Linked DNA regions of Rattus norvegicus: region 2 is linked to region 1. A link is a contact called in public Hi-C data. All regions are on one chromosome and are shown on one strand. The core of a region is the stretch at or near the end of the contact, and the rest is flanking DNA. Distances in the headings are between cores, read along the strand shown. Region 1 holds the start of Gpr65 (G-protein coupled receptor 65). Region 2 holds the start of Spata7 (spermatogenesis associated 7).

The links. A called contact is a pair of places that touch in the nucleus more often than the background predicts.
Region 2: a contact with region 1 is called in a Hi-C map of liver, with 2.4 times the contacts expected there. The contact joins the promoter of Spata7 here to the promoter of Gpr65 in region 1. A contact is called at or near these places in 3 of 12 Hi-C or Micro-C datasets (the A7r5 cell line, frontal cortex and liver).

The regions. Positions count from the first base shown.
Region 1 is chr6:123,251,024-123,256,156 of GRCr8, reverse strand. It overlaps Gpr65 (G-protein coupled receptor 65), which reads right to left and starts at 1,403. Exons shown (of 2, transcript NM_001106751.3): 1 at 1,357-1,403. It also overlaps a transcript of Galc not described here.
Region 2 is chr6:123,607,808-123,612,395 of GRCr8, reverse strand. It overlaps Spata7 (spermatogenesis associated 7), which reads right to left and starts at 2,782. Exons shown (of 12, transcript NM_138862.3): 1 at 2,680-2,782. The coding sequence starts at 2,698.

The DNA of each region.
Region 1 (5,133 bases), core at 154-2,653:
GCACCCGAGGGAAAACACCCAAGTCAAAAAGGTCTCCTCTCTTGAGACAGGACCAAGAAAGGAAGGGCAGGCACTGCTGTCTTCCTTTTTGTGTTATTAAGCGAGTGTATGTTTGTTTCTACAAAAGCGAAGACAGAGAGAATTATTTTAGTGAGGTTTTACAGTTCTGAACGGAATACATTTCTTTAGCACTTCCTCCCTTGCCGAGAGCAGCCACCAGCCAGGGTGGCTTGATGAACCAGATAGCATCTTGTCTGTTGAGCAACAGAGGCAGTATAATATGTGCTTGTGGTCGCTTGTGGAAAGGTTCTCAAAGTTCTTGGGGGGAATCTGTGGTTCTTCTAAGTTTGTTTCCTCTCATGTAAGTTAGTGCTCAGGGCACAGGGTTGCTCTGAGAGTTAGATGAGGTGGCCTGTGGGGCCCAGAGCCAAGCACAGGGAAAGTCTATACCATATGTTAACGTCAGCGATGTAGTGCTTTCCCTTCTACCGCCCCACAGATTTCCTAAAAGGAAGTCATCCTTGACTGTCGTCAAGTGCGATACCAAGCCAGCATGTCAGATAGCTCTTGTTGAGTCGGTGGAAATGCATTTAAAAAAATATACAAAACACATTATTCCTGTATCCTTCCAAATATTATTTAGGATGCTTTAGTGAAATTTTGAGAAATTTTGCCACCCTCACTGAAAATATGAATGATCCAAGGTTGAGTTTTATAAAAAAAAAATAAAGGCAATCTATAGTGTGGCTCTAAAAGTAATATAAATTATTGATGACAATAGCTAAAGGCAAATTGCTTGCACACAGCATTACAGAGACACTTTCACCTAAAACATGCTTGCTGCCTTTTGAGTCTCCACAAGTCTCCGCTACTATGACTGTTATTTATTAACAAGTAGTTACCGCGGATGCTAAATGACACCAGAAACATAATTTTCTAACCTCACACGAGTTCTGATGAATGTAAAAGCGATTCCCAGACTCCTGCACCGGTGGGGAGGTAACAGCAGGTAGCTCTCCTGCCCAGGTTGGCAGAGATTCTTCCTAAACCATCAGTTTGCCAATACTGCATCCTGAGGAGAGAGCTGGGCACACAGCGTCCCCTTGGCTAACCCCATATCATCACCTAACCACTTCTAAGTTTGAGTTCTGACATCCCTGGTCCTACTACTCAAAGAAGAAGAAACCATGTGTCTTCCTCATTCGCATCTCTCACACAAAGCTTGGTCTTGTTACACTCACAAATCCCAAAGCAGATGCATAGTACCTTCTTGATCATTCTGCCAAAAGTACACTAGATACTAAAAGTACGCTATCTACTTTGAAATCGTGTTCTAGTTTTTAATCTCATACTCACCCGTTTCTGGAGTGATGCTTCTCTTGTCTGAGGAGGGTGGCAACTCTGCTTGTATCAAGAAGAGAAACCAGTAGTGTTGTGGGGACAGGAAATTGCGCTCGTATTTTGTCATAAGCCAATGAGGAAGCAGCCTTTTAATGAGAAGGCTTACTTTATCTGAGTTCAAACAAAAGGATCCTTCTGTACTTGAAATGATGTTTGGGTCATGTATTGTCCTATGATTTTCATAATCCATTCTCTTTGTGTCTTAATTATAAATGTATACTTGTATGCCTTTTTCATGCATATGTGTGTGACTGATGTATGCATGTGTGCACACTTTTGGAAACCAGGAAAAGTGTCCTGTGTACCTTGCTCTGCCTTATGCCTTTTCATAGGGCCTCTTACTGATGCCGGAACTGGACTGGTAGCTAGCAAACTCTTCCTGTCTCTACTTGTCCACTGTGCTGGGGCTATGATCATACATTTGGGCACTAGGATCCCAGCTCAGGTCCTCATACTGTACATCAAGGACTCTTCCCAGGTGATTCATCTCTACATCCTCTGATTTTGATGCTTTTCTTAATGTCTTAATCCTGTCACTACACCTGCCTATTAGATCGACTGTGAGGGCATCTACATAGGCTCTGACTATTCCGTGGGAATGAGCATACCATCATGTAAGAGAGGGCTACTTGCTGTCACCCTGGATGCCACAGAAGCTTAAACACTTCTAGATGTGCATGAATGAGGTAGGATGAGTGATCTGGGTGTGAGGATGGAGAAGACGCTGTGGACCGATTTGGGGTGAGTTGTTTCATGGAGAATAAAGCAGAGGAGGTAGAGTGGGTTTGGGGATTAATGTGGGGATCTGAGCAGGTCAAGACAGACAGCTCTGGGAGAACTTCTCTCCTGGGGGACTAATAGGATTAGATGTATAGTATTCGATTACAGAATCATCTTCTCTTCTGGTAATCCTCTGGGAAAAGGAAACAGTGATTGCTAAAAGCAGCTGATGGGACTGGGTCAGGCAAATAGCTAATCATGGAATTTGAAAATGTGTTCGGGAGTGCTATAGATTATGCTTTTAAAACACTAATGGCTGTACTTTAACAAGGTAAAACTACTTTAAACAAGGTAAAGTAGTTTAATGCAAAGTGAAATTAGTTTTTAGAACATTCTACTTTTGAGAAAGCTAAAGTGAGATACCATCTTTAAACTGTATCCAAATAAACTTTGATTAGAAATTAAGGCAAGGCTATTTTATAAGTATGAAATCGAGAGTGGAAAATTTTAACTTAATTTTAGGCTCTACTCAGGATATGCCAAGTCTGTGTTTATAGTTGAAAAAAAAAGCGATGCCATAGCTGAGACATTTCTTCCTGCAGTTAAGTGAGGTGTATAAGGGAGATGCAAAGGCTTTTGAAATTTTCTTAGAATGTCTTCAGGAATCATAAGAATACGCTGGGCTGTGGTGGGGCACACCTTTAATCTCAGTATCTGGGAGGCAGGGGCAGTTGGATCGCTGAGTTCAAGGCCAGCCTGGTCTACCCAGTGAGTTCCAGGATACTCTGTGTACATACTGTCTCAAAAACAAACAATAATAACAAGAAAGAATTGTAACAATAATGAATTTGTGAAGTAAGAATGTGTAAATAACATGTAGTAGTTGAAAACTTCAGGATATATTGTCATTGAGATGATGGAAAATTAAGGTAAAATGTAAAAGCAGTAATGACCTAAAGCTTCAGCGTTGGGGTGTGGGGGTTCACTTAATGCAGTGTTTCCCTTGCAACCATGAAGATCTAAGTCCGAGCCTCAGGGGCAATGTCAAACAAAGCAAGTATGGTGGCATGTGATCGTGATCTCAGTACTGGGAAGGTAGAGGCAGGCAAACTCTGGGTTAGAGAAAGACTTGTCTTTAATTTAAAAGAAAAGAATGATGAAGCCTGAGGAACAAGTCCCAAGGTGGCCCTCAGGCTGACACACGCATCTGCACACATGAACACATACATATGAATCTGCACACATCAAGCGCATACACACACATACAGAAACGAGGGGATTAAAAATTTGCCAAAATGAAATAATAATTTCGATCTACTTATGACTATAATCCCCATATCTCTTTTTTGCTTGGTTTTGCACATTTGCCTAACTATTGTTTCTATTTCATGGGTAGTTCACAATTTGCACAAGATCTAATTTTACCCAAAGAGACCATACTTCTGTTTGTAGAGAAAGAGTATTTTCACATCCATATCGAATCTCTATGCCCTTTACTCTTCAAACATTTGAAAAAAGAGGATGTAGTTAGAGAACACGGCAGATACAAACTTTTGCTTCTGCTTAAAGAAGGAATAAAAAGTTAGTGAGCAAAACTTGCTCACCTCACATAAGGAGACACCAACTTTCATGGATTCTGCCTCTTGTTAAAACTGCACTGGCACCGAATTTTAATTACAGTGGCATTTAAATGAACAGTTGGAGAAATTTCAGAGCCCAGAGACATGGAGGCATTTTGATAATATAAAGGCCAAATCAATAAAAAAGTTATTTGAACATTGGCCCTATGGGGCCAGAATTCTTGGCCAGTCTGTTTTCTGATCTTCTGAGCTCACACTAGGCCCTCAACAGTGGTCAGAGGCAGCGTGCTTGGGCTAAAAATGGGAAACAGGGCAAATGAATGCAGACTCTCTGGATTGCAGCTTCTCCATATGGCAGACAGTGTAGGCAGTTATTCTGCTGATGAAGGACATTTTCCTCCCCTTTCTCCTTTTTTTTTTTTTTAAAGCTGCATCACTTGTCTGGTGCAATTTCTGAGATTAAAAGCAGCGAGCAAACAGGGTGGGATCAAGTTCTGACGCCCTGGTATGTTTTCTCATTTTTATTCCTTTTTTTGTCCATGTAATTAGTCATGTTGTGTTTGTTGCCTAATGAGAAAGGGTCCTTGGCAGAAAGTGAGAGTGGAAAAGGCTATGAGTTTAGTTTTGAAAGAGGCGGCTGAGAGGAATGGAAAGGCTGGGGTTCTGGGCTACTTGCTTGGGGAAATCCTGATGATATCCAAATTCAGATGTGACAAATGCATAAAGTAAGGTCTCTTAGAAAGTTATGAAGAGCATAATATAGGTTGTTGATGAGGGCAATATCTGGGGTTAAGTAAAAATAAACTACCAAGGCTAATATTCAGTCTTGTCATTAGTGTGCCTAATATATAGTTCGAATGCTGTCTGTGTTTGGCATTCTCTGTTGGGCAGCATTGTGCTGTATATTGAAATAATCTCTCTGTTGTACTGTGTTGTGGTTTGAACATGAAATGTTCGCAGAACCTATGTGTGAACACTTCGTCCCCACTGGCCGTGCTGTTTGGGGAAGGTTGTGGAACCCTCAAGAGTCAGTGAAATGGGCCTTGATTATTTTATAGTCTGTCCCCACATTTTGTCTCTGTTTCCTGGTTGTGGACACAAGGTGACCAGGCCCATGACACCTGATGCCCTATTATCCCTGTTGTGATAAATTATACTTCAACTCTAAGACAAATAAACCCTTTCTCCCTCAAGTTGCTTCTTGCCTTATTGCTTGTTTGGTTACAGTGACAGAAAATGAGGGTAATTAACATAAACTGTCATTTTCTTCAGCTCTAGGAACTCAGTAGACTCTAAAATTCCCCTCTAACAGTTGATATTGACAGTTGAAAGGAGACTAAGTGTATTTCCTTTGAAGCATGGCACTGAAACCTCCTGGCTTTCTATTACTTGAACAAATCTTTGCAGTAAACATCACTGACTAACGAACTAC
Region 2 (4,588 bases), core at 1,533-4,032, 350 kb before region 1:
CTAAACGCGCTATATTTGAAGAGAATTCCAGTAATATAAAAATAGTGTCTGATCTTTCAGACTTCGTGCAATTAGAAAATTACATAGACAGCATCACAAAACAATTCCTTTCTCCACAATTTAATCGTATGTTCAGTAATAATCTTTAAAAAGGAGCAGAGTTTCAGTGTTAATTTAACTAGTGTGTAGAACATGAACACTGTATTCCCTAAGGAGCTGTTTTGGTTGTTTCTTTCCATTTATTTTCATTAGGATGTACACTCACTGGTTTCTAACATCCTAGCAGATAAATGTCATGTTAAAACTCACAGGCCTGAAGGGAGGCGCGACAACTCATTTCACCTAGGCCCTCTCTCAGCCACTGTTCCCTCGAATGGGGTATTTTTTTTTTTTCTGTTTCTTGATATGACTCTTTCTTTGCCAAAGCAAATGTTAGGGATTATTACCTATAGGTACTTTCATGACTGTTTAACCATCCTTTTTCCTCACTTAAGTAACTCTAGGCACAGTTTCCTGACTGGACCCAGAATGATATGAAAGCAGTCTCAAACTAAATACTCTGAAAAAGAACAATCTTCTCTAAATTAAGACTAAAAGTTTCTGCATGAGATTATGTGGTCTTGGCAGGATAGTAAAATTCTTCAGCTCGGTTTCCTATACGATTTGATTTTACTAACAATCACATTTCTGCAAGTTTAGAAATAGGTCACTTTTAAAGGTATTTCCAAGGGAACAACAGATTAAAAAGAAAAAAACTTTCCCAAGCTTTTTTCAGTTGGCTGTCCTAACAGGTTATCTCCTCTTGTTTTTCCAGCACAGGTTGCTGATATACAATGGATGTGGACCAATATTCTCAATTTTCTCCTTTCTCCTGTTAGACATGGGAAACAAAGCCTTACACATGACCAAGTCTAGCTCCCCATTTTCCAACAACCAAGGCATGGCAAAATAAAGTAACTGGTAGAAGAATGTCTCATTAGTTACTATCAGGGACTAGAAACAAGACCAGTTGTTTATCAGGCCCATGGCTCTCTGTTGTATCACTAGCCTTGAAGGTTGACCCCACAAAAGAATGTGATTACTGTGAGCAAGTGAGGAACTTTTCTTTCGGGTATCTTTAGTATCTTATATTCTGAAATAGCTGAGGGAACTAATAAAATCTAAGATGGTTACTTTAAACTAAAATTAAGCACTTAAGCTTCACCTAAGTTAATGGTTATTTATAATTTATGATCAACTACAATTATAATTACTTATAATTTATAGTATATGAAAACTAGCCCAGATATACTATTAAATATAGTATGTATACCAGCAACAATGATATTACTATATGTTATGGGCTAAAAGTGAAGCCACCTGGGTAAGTTACTAAGTACAAATCCTTTTACATTTGTCACCTCATTTAAAAATAAACACCAAAACCTCACAAAGTCTATTACTACACAAATGTAAGTAAAAGAATTTGAGGGTTTTATATCCTTAGTCTGGGTTCATAACTTGTTCTGTCTCCAACTGTGTGTGACACCAGAGGAATTATTTATAATCTTTTGTTTTATTTATTTCAAAATATGAATAATACCCATTTAACAGGACTTGTGTGTTGTTGAGTTATGGGTGGAAGACAGCAAAGGTTTTAAAGTTTGTTCTGTAAATATTTCTGAAGATCATAACAACATTTTGGTGTGATTTTTCTAGCGCTTAGGTTGGGATAGCGTCTGAATATCCTGCCTGCTGACCTTCTACACTAAACGCTACACTTATTTGGATCAATTAGTGTATAATAAAGGTGCATGCAAAATGAAAGCAAGGCTTAATTCAAGGAGGAATCATTAGCAGATTGATTCAAAGGTACCCTTTAATTAGACAACACCAGTCCTGAGAGTGTGTGTGTGTGTGTGTGTGTGTGTGTGTGTGTGTGTGCACTCTTGTGTTGCCTATTTCAGTCTTAAGAATGAATACTTCAGTTGTGGAGTTTCAACTTCGACTAGGCTGCAGAGTTTGTAGAGGTCACAAACTACTTCAAACACTCCACTTCAGTTGACTCAGAATATGACTCAAGACAAAAAAAAAAAAAAAAAAAAAAGGTGTACACTGTGATTATGGGTAGTCTTTTGCCATTAAATATTCAGTCTACCATAGCCGCAAACCAGCCACATTGGAAATTTATTACAAAAACGGTATCCCAGTTCCCATCTTGGAGCAACTGAATTATAGCCAGCTCTGGGAGAGTCAGTTCTGGTGGGAGGGAGGGAATGGGAGATTTCATGTACTTAAAATGCACCAGGAGCTTGCTACATATTATCTGCACTTAATCTCCAAGAACTCGGTGGCGTGGGTATTTACCCACTACGTTCATGATGAGGAAACTGAGGGTTGTTTCTGTGAAAGCAGCCGGCCTGATCTGGGGCTCAAAGACTTCAAAGACTAGGCTTAGCATTCTGCCTAGGAAATACTAGGTGACGCAGGCTGCAGGGTCCCAGTCAGGGGGTGGGTATCAGGGTGACAAACTCAAGATCAGGCAGTAGATCAATGAGCAGGGCATGCGGAGCCTCCTTGAGTTCCCGGCCTTTCCAGCTCCAGCCATTACCCCGCGACACTGGAGAAGGAGCTGGCAGGCAACCCAAAGGCCAGGGCGCAGCCTGGACCCGCGCTGCCCGGACCCGCTCAGCCCCTTACCTCTCCGGCTGCCATCCATGCCTAGTCCTTCTGCGGCCTCCGCGGTTGTCCCCTTGGTTCTTACAGGGACCAAGCCGGGCCCCCCGCAGCGGAGGTGAAACTTGGAAAGACCTGGCCCGCGGGGGCGCAATGGGCCACAGTGACCGTCGCCAGGCCGGTTGCTAGGGGCCGGTCCGCGGCTGCAGATTATGACGTCACAATATGGGGACGTGTGCTCTAGGCCCCACCCCGCCCGCGCTCCCAGGCGCTCCAGGCTACAGAAGATGCTAGCGACTGACAGAAGGGCCCCGGGTGCCAGTCCCTTGCTCTGGGAGACTGGCAGTTATCCAGAGTGAACTGTCAGGAAAATGAATCACATCTATTTCCGTTACCACACCTACGTTTTACTTGGGTGCCTGGGATTCGAACTCAGGTCCCCAGGCCTGTCTGTCTAGCGCTCTTGACCAGAATGTTATCTCCTGCAGCCCCGGTTTTAGTTTGTAAGAATTAGTTTGAATTCCCTTTCTGCCTACTGAGTGCCTCAGCTCCTACACTCGCTCTCCCTTTATTTTAAAGCCACAAAGATCGTTTCATTTTAAATGGAACCCGCGGCTCTCTGCGAGTTGTTTATTTTTCCAATAGTTAATCATGAATCCTTGGGAATAAGATCAGAATGGGGTAGAGGGAGTGCAGAAAGCATTCTGTCACACTAGGTTTCTCAGCAACCCATTCTTGAACTTTTAGGCTGGATGAGCCTTGTGGCATATAGCCGCATTCCTGGGCTCTGCCCACTAGAAGACCACAACCCATTGATTGCAACCAAATTCCTGGCAACCAAAAAGGTCACTAGGTATTGCCAAAGGTTGCCTGGGGGAGGAAACTACATCCCATCTGAGGACCTGCGAAATCACTAAAAGCATACTGGATTCCGAACCAGATTTGCCGAACTTCGAGCACCTATATATTATGGTTGATATTTATGGCACTTTATTGAAAGTTAGGACCTCCAGAATAGGTTTCCTGAATGCCTTAAATGATTGGGAAGACCCACTCTGATTGAGGGTGTTATCTTCTAGTAGCAGTCCAGATTTGAAAGGTCATGGCCGAAAAAAAAGATAGATCACCTCTTGCTGGCTTGTCCATTCCTTATGTTGCCCAGTTGATTTCTTCTGCTACTGTGGTTGAATACTTCCACACCAGAAGCAGTTTTTTCAGTTTTCTATCATGATCTAAGGACCACCAGCAGCAGCTCTCCAGGATTCTTTCAGGTTTTTGGCACCAGATGGAGACAGCTGAAGCATCCAACCTTGTGGACAGAGCAACTATGTCAGCTTCCCCAGTGAGAGATGGTCTCTATGGGGAGTGGGGGCGGGGGTGTTACTCTGAGGCACCAGGGATGAAGAAACTACTGAGTTTTCGGCTGTAATTCAGCTGTGTTGCTGTGTTCACTGTTTGTAAGTTGACTTAGTAAGCTCTCCGCGTCCCCACCCCGACCCCCATTGATTCTGCTCCTCTATAGAACCCTGTGGACAGTGCTATCTCTAGGCAGTTTAATCCAGCAACATGGCTACTCTGACTGGAATACAGACACACCTTTAATCCCAAGCAATGAAAGTAAAGTTTATAGAGTGAAGGAGCATGTTTGGAAGAGTAGGTCAGTGAGTCAGTTCAGTTGAATTCAGTCAGTCAGTTGAGGTCAATGCAGTGAATATGGTGAGTGGAGTTGAGTTTGTTCGTGAGCTCATGCAGTTCAGTGCAGGTCAGCAGAGGCAACTGAAGCCAGAGAATAAGAAGGAGCCAGAAGATTAGAACAAATTGCCAGTTTGCTTGAGGCCAAGCAGGGCAATTCAGCAAGAAGCTGAGAGAAGCCAGATTGAATCAGTCAGCTTGGAGAGGAGTTTGAGCCAGAACAATTGAATTAAACCAGTCA